Regions from separate parts of the Mus musculus genome. Here all the other regions are linked to region 2. The links are chromatin contacts, called in public promoter capture Hi-C maps. All regions are on one chromosome and are shown on one strand. Each heading gives the region's core, a stretch centred on a gene start, on an enhancer-like site or on the middle of the called end of the contact. The rest is flanking DNA. Distances are from core to core; before and after follow the strand shown. Region 1 holds the start of D630045J12Rik (RIKEN cDNA D630045J12 gene). Region 2 holds the start of Dgki (diacylglycerol kinase, iota). Region 3 holds the start of Trim24 (tripartite motif-containing 24).

Region 1 (3,771 bases), core at 1,084-3,583, 950 kb before region 2:
CATGGGAAAGATGGATCCTGGTGGGTTTCCCTTGGCTCCTCAGACTCTTGGGCCTGTGGGGCCCAGGTGCAGCTGGTAGAGGCCCAGAGCTGTGCCTGTTTTGCCCATGAGTAAAACTGACCTCATCCCTCTGCTCCCCTGAAGCGGGCTAGAAGCCTGCTGAGGACCCATGCTGACTCTCCCTCCTACTGGTTGGCGCTTCACTTGTGGCTGAGGGAAAGCTCATCTCTCATTTATTTATACACAAAATGAGACTGGGTGGAAAGGTGTTTAAAACCAATGCTTCTATATCCTTTTATATCTCCCTCCCAGTACCAACAAGTCATACAAAGTGCTAAGACATTGCCACTGTCCATTGCATAGTTTTGTATGAATGCTCTGAGGCTGTGTCTTAATCCCTATTTTTAGACACAAATGTGCACAGAGGTGTGACTAGGTGTGGGGGCGTGCATGTTCACTTGTGTATGCACACACATGAGTACACACACACACACACACACACTTCTGCTTCCCTTTGGCATTCATTCCTGCTGGATCTGCAGAGTCACACTATCTGCCAGCTGAGCCCTGGGAGTCATTTTGCTAGACACTGAGGGAGAATGCTCTAATTCCCTACAGAGGTTGGTTTTACGTTTTGAGAGCAGAGAGACCAAGGGACTCTGGGGATCCCCTTTTCCTTAGAAAGTTGATGCCCTGGGGTCCTTCCTGTTAGCCCAAGGTTGCATTTTTGTTAATTTCTAGCAGTGTCTGAGTTGACTCAGAATGGTGTGGGAGATTTCTTCCTCCCACTGTCTAGTGCAGTTGGGAACTTCCTGGAGGCTGAGGCCAATTGTAAAGGACACATAGATTCCCATCAATAAATATATAATGAAATCTTCCTGGAGCCGTGGGGGATCCTGTGTGGGGCGATAACATGTTAGAACGTCATTTTAACTTAGTGTGTGTGTATGTGTGGACTAACAAGTTCATAAAAAATAACAACACAATAGGACTAAATGTCAAGAGCTGCTCCAGGCTGTGCCCCGTGGCCAGGTGAGTAATTCAGAGAAAAGCGAGGAGAGGGGAGCCATACCTAGGGCTATTGTGGTCAGGGTGCAAACATGCTCAGACAAGCAAACTCTCTACTTGGGTATGCTGGAGACAACTCCAAGAATGTATATGTCTGGGGGAGCAGGAGAGCAATGTATGGGGGTTGCTTATGACAAGTGACACAATGGAACGCAAAAATTAGGGTCATCAACAAAAGCTTATAACCTAGATTCTCATCTTCCCTGAAATTTAACAGGTGCCTATTTTTTTTTTTTTTTCAGAACAGGAACTTCTGATTCTTTGCCTAGATAGATGAGTTTGCCCAGCAAAACTGGGTAGCATCTTTCTGGGTCTTTTGCCTACCTCACTGAAGAGCAACCTTGATCCTTGGCCAGTCTGGATGGCTGACATTTCCCACTGTCTGTCATAGTTTCTCACTCAACAAGATACTTCTCTTATGCACGGCTTGCAGACCACGGCTGGTGCAACCTCTGAAATACAACTGTCCAAAATTGTAGTGTGTTCTAGGACCTTCCAACCTTATTCGGCCTTCAGAGTTAATGCACTTGGCTCTTAGCACAGAGACACATGCTAACTCCCATCCACACCCCCATTTCCCCAGGAAACTAACCCCCAACAAGGTCTTTTTCATCATATATTGGTGCTACTTTCTTTTTTAAAAAATAAGGCCTGGATCTGTGTGTTTGTGTCTGTCCACTTTGATTCAGCTTCAGTAGCCCCTTTCTGAAGACTCACTAAGCTCAGGGCAGTAGGCCTAGGTCTTACCAAAGGCCCACCTTTGCCAACAAGGTGGCACAGCTCTGGAAAGGCAAAGGATGGGCTGAGCCCTGTGTGCCTCCTCCCCATTCTTTTCCAGCGCGCGGGCTCTGGGAAAGAGAGCCGACTTCTCTCGGCTTTGTCCGCTCAGCAGCCCGGGGTCTGCCAGGGACCACGGCCGCCCCGCACACACACCTGCTGCCCGCCCCGCGTGGGCGGCTCGGGAGGAGCGTGCTCCGGAATCACCCGGTTTGCGACCGTTCCTCTAGGGCCCCGGGGGTGCGGGTGCGGGGCGGCGCCGTCCCGGGCGCCCTCCTGAGAGGCGGGTCCTGTGGGAGGGCGGGGACCGGGTCCCGCCTCGCCCTCCGCCGGGCCGCCCGCAGGCAGGCGCCGGGCCGGCCGGGAGGTGGTGCTCGCCTCCCCGCGCGGGGCCGTGCGTTGCCCGGCAGCGGCTGCGAGGCTCGGGAGGGGGCGGAGCGGCGCGGCCGGCGTGCAGCGGCCCCAGTCCGCGGATCCGGCCCGGCCCGCCCCCGCCTCGCCGGCCTCGCTGCGCGCCGGTGCTAGGCGCCCAGTCTCCGCCGCAGCGGACGCCGGCGTCCCGGGCCTGAGCGCGCCCACGCCCGGAGGCCGGGGTGTCGGGGAGCCGACGCGTGGCCATGGAGCGGGAGCCCCGCGCCAGGGTTGCACTGGTGCCGGAGCGGTGCGGCCGCGGGCCTTCCTCCCGCCACCGCCGCCCGGGGCTGCTGCTCCCCGGCCTCTGGCTGCTGCTGCTCGCCGGGCCGGCCTCGTGCGCCCCAGGTAAGCCTCGCGGAGCCCCCCGGGACGCGGCCGCCACCCTGGCCGCCTTCTCTGCCGCGCTCGTCACCCCCTGGCTTCCCCACCCGCCCATCCTCTTTTATTCTTCACCGCTCCCTCGCCCTCCTTGCTGGAGATGCTTTCCTATTCTTCCTGGGCCCTGCAAATAAAGGCATGGAGGAGAGGAATAAATCCAAAGGAAAAAAGAGCGAGCGGTTTCTGACCGGTCTTGCTAAAAGGTCTGCAACCTAGTCTTCCGTGAACCATGTTGCCCGAGGCGGGTTTGGTGGTTTCTGCTCCGAAGATGCCTATTTTCTTTTTCCCCTTTGCAAAATGCAGGCACTGGAATTGTGTTTGTGCACGGTTGTGTGAATGTGGCGTAGCGAATGTTTTGGGATACTTTTATTGTTGGGGCAAAGGGATGCATCTGGTGTGTGCAGAAGAGCAGTTGTGCATTGCCGTGAACACCCAGTGTTACCCCAGATGCAAGCAAGCTGGCTGTGTCCCCCAGTGCGCCAGGACACAAAGAACATTCAAAGAAAAAAATCTCTTGGAAAGCGCCCTGGCCATGGATCTTTCCAGGGAACTAGCTATTGGTATTACCTCCACAAAGGCATTACAATGGAGTGTGAAAATATTTTGAGTCTGAAGTGTCAGGGCATGAAAGGAGTCATGGTTGGTTTTTATAATAGATGCAATTTAGTGACTGTTCATCAGCATGGGATTAAGAGACATGATTTATGAGGCGTGTGGGTGGGTTTTGTTTGTTGAGGAAATGGTTTAATTCATGTTGCTTCCCCGAAATGTTTATTTATCCATCCTGAGCACGCACTGCACTGGACTGGAGACCATCTCTGAGGTGACACAGTGCATCCTGTGATTGCCCCAGCCCACACGTGCTTGGTTGCTTTGTGGGTAGGAAAGGAAAGGAGAAAGGAGCAGTTTAGGTGGAGAGCTTCTTCTCACTGCTCAGGAGAGACAGAAAAGCCATGAAAGCAGCCCAGAACCCTGCCTGCTTGTGGGAGCAGGGCCAGAGGACTGCCAAGTGGTTTGAAGGAAGTAGAACGCATTTGAAGGTGTCCCTTAGGCCCGACTGTGGGCATTATAACTAGTGCCACAAAGGGGATGGTGGAATACAAGCGAGGAACGGACTTAAGGGAGCACAGGTTG
Region 2 (3,668 bases), core at 490-2,989:
GAAGTGGGCATGTCCTCATCCATGCACTCGGACGACCTCGAGAGATCAACTACCGACCACAAGGACAAAGCGAACTTGAGCCTAAGAGCGCTACTCCATTAGCAATATTTAAAAAGTGGAACGGTGACATGACAGAATGGTTTGGGAAGGTATGGCTACTGAGGAAGGTGATCCAGGAATTCAGGGCTGTTGGTATTTAATCTAGATGTTTGTGGATTTTGCTGTAAAAGCAGCTGAGGCTCCCCTCTGAAGAGGGTGTACACTGCCCCAGAATGATTAACCTCCTCCACTAACTAGCCTGGGTGTGAAGAAAGTCACTTGAAAGATGTTAGGGAAATCCAGATGTGTGTGTGTGTGTGTGTGTGTGTGTGTGTGTGTGTGTGTGTGTGTGTGTGTGTGTATGTGTGTGTGTATGCATGTATGTGTGTGTATGCATGTATGTGTGTGTATGTGTGTATGTGTGTGTGTGTGTGTGTGTGTGTGTGTGTGTGTGTGTAGTGCTGATCCCCAACAGGTAGTCTTTTTCCCTTTCTCCCTGAAAAAGTCCCTGCCCTGTCTTATATAATGTACATGTGAGGGGAACTGCACACCGTGAGAGCTGGGCGAGGCTTGAGATTCCTTTGCTCAACCTCCTAATTTTAGGGCAAAAGAAGGCCATCTTTACTAGCACATACATCTACATAGGTAGTTTGGTTACTTGCACTTACTGTTGAGCATAGATCTTTCTCGCGTTTCCTGACAGCAGAGATTTCCTGGGTGAAAAACATCTAATTTAGAAAATGATCTGTCTTAAACACTTCGTTGCCCATCGTTCAAACCGCACAGATTTCAATAGTCTTAGAAACAAAAAACTGAGAGAGCAGACATTACATTCCTCCAGCGCATTAGGTTTCAGCCTTGGTGTCTGAACCGGTAGAAGCCCCTTCCTGGGCTAGCTCCTCCTGTCCTCTTCTTGTGAACCCTTAGCATAGGAACCCACAGCACGAGGCGCTCGGGTCCCCACTTCTGCTCTCAGCCTTCTGCTTCACCGAGGATCCTGTGATCCGATTCAATCTAATTAACAGCTGTTTAGGGAGCATCTTTAAGCTTTTAGAAGGCACCAAGCAAGGATCTAGGCGCGGGCGTTCATGGGTGAAGATGTCCCGACCGACCCTCTCCTTGAGAAGAAGAAGCGGGAGCTTAAATCTAGCCCCTTCCATAATTCACATGGTTAAAAAATTCCTCCCAAGGTTCCTCCAGATACACCCCACCACCCCGGCCTCCAAAGGTCCCCCACGTCTGGAGGTTACTGCTTGGCGCCAGCTCTGATGCTGCAAGAAGGTGACGGACAAAATGCTGCCTCGGGCATCTGTCATCAGTGGACTGGACTGAGATGTGCCCAGCAGCTCATCAGTGCTGAGTAGCTCCTGGGTCCGGGTCCGCTTCCCTTGTGCGCTAACCAGGGCGCGGCAACCCGGCTTGCCTCCAAGTTTCCCTGGGCACTCTCCTTTCTTGATGACCAGTGTTTGTCCCCAGCGTCCTAAGCCCCGCGGCTCCCACCCTTTCCCTCTCTCCTCCACTGCGATCCATTGCCTGCAGGCAGAGTTCAAGTTCAGTCCCGGCTTTTGCTCTGGATTTAGAAAAAGGAGAAGGGGTGGGAGAATTGGAGGGAGCCGGCTGGTCGGGCGAGGCCGAGGGGAGGCGGAGAGAGGTGGCCTCTGATTGGTTGGGGAGGGGGAGTGGAGGCACGGAGTTTCCCACAATGCCCCGGTGCGGTGCAGCCGCGGATGGATGCTGCGGGAAGGGGCTGCCATTTGCTGCCCCTGCCAGCGGCGCGCGGACCTGCCCGCGCTCCCGCCGCCTCCAGCGCCCTCAGCCCGACCGGCCTCTGCAGCGGCACCACCTCGGCTTCTTTCGCGGCCGCCGGAGCGGTCGCCATGAACCCCAGCTCCTCGGCGGGAGAGGAGAGAGGGGCGACGGGTGGCAGCAGCAGCAGCGGAAGCGGCGCCGGGAGCTGCTGCCTGGGCGCCGAGGGCGGCGCGGACCCGCGGGGTGCAGGGGCAGCGGCTGCTGCTGCCTTGGAGGAGCCCGCGGCCGCCGGACAGAAAGAGAAGGAAGAGGCGCTGGAGGAGAAGCTGAGGGACTTAACTTTCCGGAAGCAGGTCTCTTACAGGTAGGCGCGGGAGCTAGCGAGACAGGTGCCGCCCAGGGCGGGGGACACTTGCTCTAGCTCCAGAGAGGCACTTCTGTAGAGTTGGGGTTCAGTCTCTCTCTCTCTCTCTCTCTCTCTCTCTCTCTCTCTCTCTCTCTCTCTCTCTCTCTTCAACCTTCGTACCTCCGTGGTTTTGCTTCTATGTATGTCTGTCTATCTGTCTCTCTCTCCTGGGGATATGTTGTTCTCATCCTCTAATTCTGGGTTGAAGAGAAGAAGTGGGGTGCCCCAGCTTCTTCTCCCTGTAACACCCAGGGAGGGGTGCACTTGTAACAGAAGAGAACACTAAGGTCAGAACAAGATCAAAACCACATCTGTGAGTGTATGGGGTGCAAACCCAGACATGCCCAGTTAGAAGAGTTGCCAAAGTTGTCCCTAGGCTAGTGTCATCTCCACACTCCCCCATCCTTGCCGAGTTCACTGGGTGAGCCTTGGGCACTAACCGGATCGCTGAGATCTGTTCTGACAGGCAGCAAAGAATAAGCCATACAGAACAGAAATCCTTATGGGACGTTCTTGTCTGTTAAAGACTAGTGAGCTATGGGTCTCTTCTTGTAGGTATGTAAGTATGTCAGTGGGTGTTGGTGTTACATGCCTGTGTGTTCTCTCCCTCTCTCAGTGTGGACAGCCTACTCCCAGGCTTACCTCCCCCCAACCCCCTGCCCCCACCCCACCCCCACCCCCCGTCCCAGTGCTGGTGAGAAGAGATCACACTGGCACCTGAGGCTGGATGTGTCTTTGACACTAGGACAGTGTACGGTGAACGTCCACCCAATTACGCTTTATGAAGCCCCAATTGTGTGAGGATCCAAACCAAAGGGAAGATTTCATAGGTTCCTTACACTGCTCTCCCATTCCCAGGCACGAGAGACGGCGCCGAGACCACCCTCACTGGTGATTTTTAAAAGTTGAGGCCATAAGCAGAGTCTTGCTGGGTCTCAGAGTGATACTTGGAAAGGGGGGGGGGGCGGGTCAAGGAAAGCATCTTTGGAGCCCTCCTCCTTTTGGGTTAGCATTCTCTTCTAGAAAAACCATCTAAAGTATTAAGCCTGTCACACCATGTGCTGTTATGTAAGCAAAAGCAGATGACAGAGGTGTGTGGGTTGCGAGGGTGTGCTCTGTTTATGGGGGCAGGTGTGTGAATCACTGGAATCCCCACAGGCATTGCCTGGACTGGAGGCCCTGTCATCAGGGCATGTGCTCTGTGTCTAAATGCCGGTTTCTGCTGATTCCTAAATGGTCTCCATCCGTAGCCAGGTGGTTGCTGCTGCATCCATCCCTTGCTTGCATTTTGCTCTCTGTGCGCAGAGGGGGTTTCCCACCTGAGTTGTCCTCTTAGTTACTCACACAGATCAGTTCCAAATGGATCTTTTTATATTTTCGGTTTCTAAAAATAGGCAGGTGGGGAGGAGTGGGGTAGGTCTAGGGAGGTAGGCTAGGACACAGGCAGTTCAATTGTACTTAGGATGGTCTGTCT
Region 3 (3,799 bases), core at 203-2,702, 570 kb before region 2:
GGAAGATTGCTAGCTGTGGACAATTCTGGGCTGCTACATAAGCCAAACAAAACATACACACACACACACACACACACACAAAACCCAAGAAGCAAGAGAAAAAAGATTTCCCTTCCTCAGTTACTTCGCATTTTAAAGACGTCAATTTGCCCAAATATTTGCAATATTAAAAGTTAAAAACTTCAAGTGTTCTCCCAGAAATAATTACTGCACTTCAAATCACTTTCAACGATTTAAACCTGGTAACATAAGCAAAGGAAACTACCTGTCAAAAACTAATTACCCAATAACACCACAAAAGAGAAAGTAACTTCCAACTACGGCATACAAAACACTTTGGAAGTCTATTTACTTTCTATCGTTTATCGAATCGCTCGAAATAAAATCTCCGAAAGCAGCAGACAACAAAACAACTTATCCCGGTTCCTTTGTCCCCTACGGAGGGGACAGAGAGGGAACTCATTAAGGTAAAAAGCCCGGAACGCACAAGATTCGAAACAGACGGCAGCCAATCTGCAATCAATCATCAAAGAAAATCCCCATCACTTCATCTCCATCCCTTCCTCCCCCCTCCGGCTCGCATAACCCGGGTGTACACGAGCTGATCCAGATCATATGCACCCGGACAAAGCTTTGCGGAGGAGCAGAGAGCAGCTAACTCGCCACAACCGTCAGAGCTCTGCAAAAGTGAGGGACCGCCGAGTCGCTCAGCCGGCGCGGGCCCATTTCACCCCCTCCCCAGCCGCGTGACAGCGGGTCGCGCCCGCCACCTCGCGGGCCCCTCTCACCTTGGGTGGCGAATGGCGAAGGACCACCGGCCGGGGAGCCCGGGGCGGGGGCGGGGGCGGGAGCGGGTGGAGGGGTCTCTGCCGAGCCCAGCGCGGGCGCCGTCAGCATGAGATAGCGCTGCGGCGCGGGCAAACAGCGCTGGCAGAACGAGTGCAGGCAGGGCAGCAGCTTGGGCACCCGGCTCTGGATGTTCTGGTGGCACACGGCGCAAGTGTCCAACAGGTTGAGCCGGGACGCCTCGCCGCCGCTCTCCGAGTCCGGGCCCTGCCGGCTCTCGGCCTCATTCTCCCCGCTCGGCGCCGCCGCTGCGGGGCCTCCGGCCGGAGCCGCTGCCGCCGCCGCCTTCTCCACAGCCACCTCCATTGTCCTGCGGCCGCCGCCGGGGAAGCGGGAGCGCGCTCACCGCCCGCCGCCCCCGACGACCTCCGCAGCCGCCGCCGCCTCCCGCTTCTCCGAGGCCGAACGGACTCGCGGAGGGAGCACAGGGAGGAAGCCACCTCCCGAGTGGCGCGGCCGGAAGACGCGGAGCTGTCAACGGGGACCGGTTCCCGCACCGCGACGCCGCCGCGCGGGCCGATAGGCAAACCGCCACCGAGACGCTCGATTCCGCCCAGCGCGCCCGCCCGTGCCTAGCAGCCTTTCTCTCGGGCCCCTTGGACCACCGCGGGCCCCGCCCCCACCTCCCTCTCCCAGCAACCGCGGCGACTGCGAGCCGAGCGCCATCCAATGACCGCCGCGCCTGCCCAGGGGGCGGGGTCTGCAGAAGCCCGCGAGGCTCGGACGGCCCCCGCGGGAGGTTGGGAGTGGGCGGGGCTAGCCCCGCCGGACGCGAGGACCGCGGCCGCTGATTGGCTCGCTGTGTGTGTGTCTCTCTTCTGTAGATTGTAAAGGAATCATTTGTTAAGGAGCCAGAGCAGGCATCGGGTTCCGCCCGCCGCTATGGCCCCGCCCAAGGGGCGGGGGCTCTGCCCAGTCTACCCAGCCTGATTAATTAAGAAACTGCTTGGAAAACTGCTTTTACTACTGGAGACTTAAATGGGTAAAGGAGTAAGATCGTGGGAGGGCCACGGGAGGATGAAGAAGTAAGTTACGTGCAAACGAGAAGAGACCCAAAACCGGGTTGTATGAGCCCACATTGTGTGAAAGGGGGAGTGTGCAGGCAGCTTTACTCTTTTTGTGGCCTGAATTTATCTCTGTGATGAATTAATGAGAATGATGTAAAGGGGGAGAAATTACAAATTTGTCGGAACTTTAAAAGACCTCAATGGAAAAGGGTGAAATTAATTTTGCTTCTTAAATGAATAAAAGCAGTTAATTTTTTTGAGGACTAAATAAATGATCTGCAAGTGTCCATAGTACCTGAATATTAAACTCTTAAAAAAAAAAAAAAGGCAGACGTGGTAGCACACACCTATACTAATACTCCAGAGGCAAAGGCAGGAAAATCACTACAAATTCAAAGTTATTCTAGGTTTTAGTCAGTGTAAAAGCCTGTCTCAAAAGGGGGGGGGGGGACCTCAATTCTGGTTTTAGAGTTTCAGTATTATATTTCATGTCTTCCTTCTCCCGTGCTTGTTACCGGAAATTCTGGGGAGTCCCATGGGAAGTGCCACCTGTTACTAGGGAAATCAGAGTCCCCTCTTGAGGTTCTTAGTCTCATTAATAAAAGAATTTAAGAAGAGCCTCAAAAGAAGCTGGAGGAAATTTTATTAGAGTTTAAAAGAAAAGAAAGAAAAAAACCAATGCAGGCAAGCTGTAAATCTCAGCAGCTGCCCAGAGGAAGATGGAGAAGTGGAAGAGATGCCATGCCATTTGTGTTAAACAGCCACATGGTTACAGCAGCCACATGGAGGGGAGCTTTAGAGAAAGAGTAAGGAAGCCGAAACTATCAGAGACTGTGTATTAGGCTAACACCCAAAAGAAAAGAGAAGACAAAGAGAAGGTTGGGAGTTTCTGAGACAGAATAGACAGAAATCCTGGAGAATCTCGTGGGGAATCTGGAACTACTGCACTATGGGCCAGGAATTTGGGGGAAGAACACTGTTTATTAAAGAGATTATTCCTCTGTGTCTTTAGCGTGGCTGAAGGTGAACCTGCCTTTCTAAGGGATGGTCCCTTATCCAGGTGATGGGCAGACTCAGCTGGATTAAGGTTTACAGAAGGAGACAATGGCGTGACTCTACCTCAAAGGTAGATTTCATTGGGTTATGATTAGTAGGCAACATTTTTCCTTTAATGGACCTTTAATAAGAATAATAAAAATTACATTTTCAGCCAAAAGCTGCGTAAAAAGCCAAGCTCAGTGGCACATACCTTTAATTCCAGCCTTTGAGAGGCAGAGGCAGGCAGATCTCTGAATTCCAGGCCAGCCTGCTCTACAGAGCCAGGACAGCCAGAGCTACACAGAGAAACACTCTCTAAACAACAAAAAGCTGGGTAAAACCTCATAGAGGTTGAAGAATACTGTGAGAGGAGACAAGCTTTTGAATACACATGAATAAAGTCCATGTGCTCTGTAATTCCCAAAGACTTGAGGAGAAAGACCAGGAACCTGAATAATCCATCGTGGCCACATTTATTAAAGCAACCAAGCAAGCAATTAAAGCAAAAAGTTAAAAACCTATGTACATAGTCTGCCTCCCCCTAAGGTGGGGTTCAAGAGATCATCAGCCTTGAACATGAGAAAGACAAGGTTTTTATAGGTCAGAGGTAGGTTTCCAAATGGAGGAAAGTAAGTGGGGTTGTTACAGTAGCAGAATTTAACAAGGTATTCATAACAACTTTATGAAACAAAGGTAAGGCTAATAGGTTTCCAGTATCAGTTTCTGCTACTTAGTGATCTTCAATGGCTGATAATTTTGTACAGACCACCCTCCCAGCCTATAGCTAGTCTTTGCTACTTTGTGGGTTCTTTCTCCTAACCTTTCCCTCTTCCCAATTTTCACCCCCTTAACACTAGGTAGGAGAGAAACAAGGATAGAGGGGAGAGAGGAATTAGGAAAATCCCTGA

Evidence for each region. Promoter capture Hi-C pulls out the DNA fragments that hold promoters and counts their contacts.
Region 1: a contact with region 2 is called in a promoter capture Hi-C map of embryonic stem cells, with 4 times the contacts expected there. The contact joins the promoter of D630045J12Rik here to the promoter of Dgki in region 2. A contact is called at or near these places in 6 of 39 promoter capture datasets (the 3T3-L1 cell line, embryonic stem cells, hippocampal neurons and 2 more) and 1 of 9 other capture datasets (embryonic stem cells).
Region 3: a contact with region 2 is called in a promoter capture Hi-C map of hippocampal neurons, with 2.9 times the contacts expected there. The contact joins the promoter of Trim24 here to the promoter of Dgki in region 2. A contact is called at or near these places in 2 of 39 promoter capture datasets (cranial neural crest and hippocampal neurons).

The regions. Positions count from the first base shown.
Region 1 is chr6:38,252,701-38,256,471 of GRCm38.p6, reverse strand. D630045J12Rik (RIKEN cDNA D630045J12 gene) reads left to right here and starts at 2,333. Exons shown (of 20, transcript NM_194061.3): 1 at 2,333-2,604. The coding sequence starts at 2,463.
Region 2 is chr6:37,298,047-37,301,714 of GRCm38.p6, reverse strand. It overlaps Dgki (diacylglycerol kinase, iota), which reads left to right and starts at 1,739. Exons shown (of 34, transcript NM_001081206.2): 1 at 1,739-2,152. The coding sequence starts at 1,767.
Region 3 is chr6:37,868,464-37,872,262 of GRCm38.p6, reverse strand. It overlaps Trim24 (tripartite motif-containing 24), which reads right to left and starts at 1,452. Exons shown (of 19, transcript NM_145076.4): 1 at 789-1,452. The coding sequence starts at 1,152.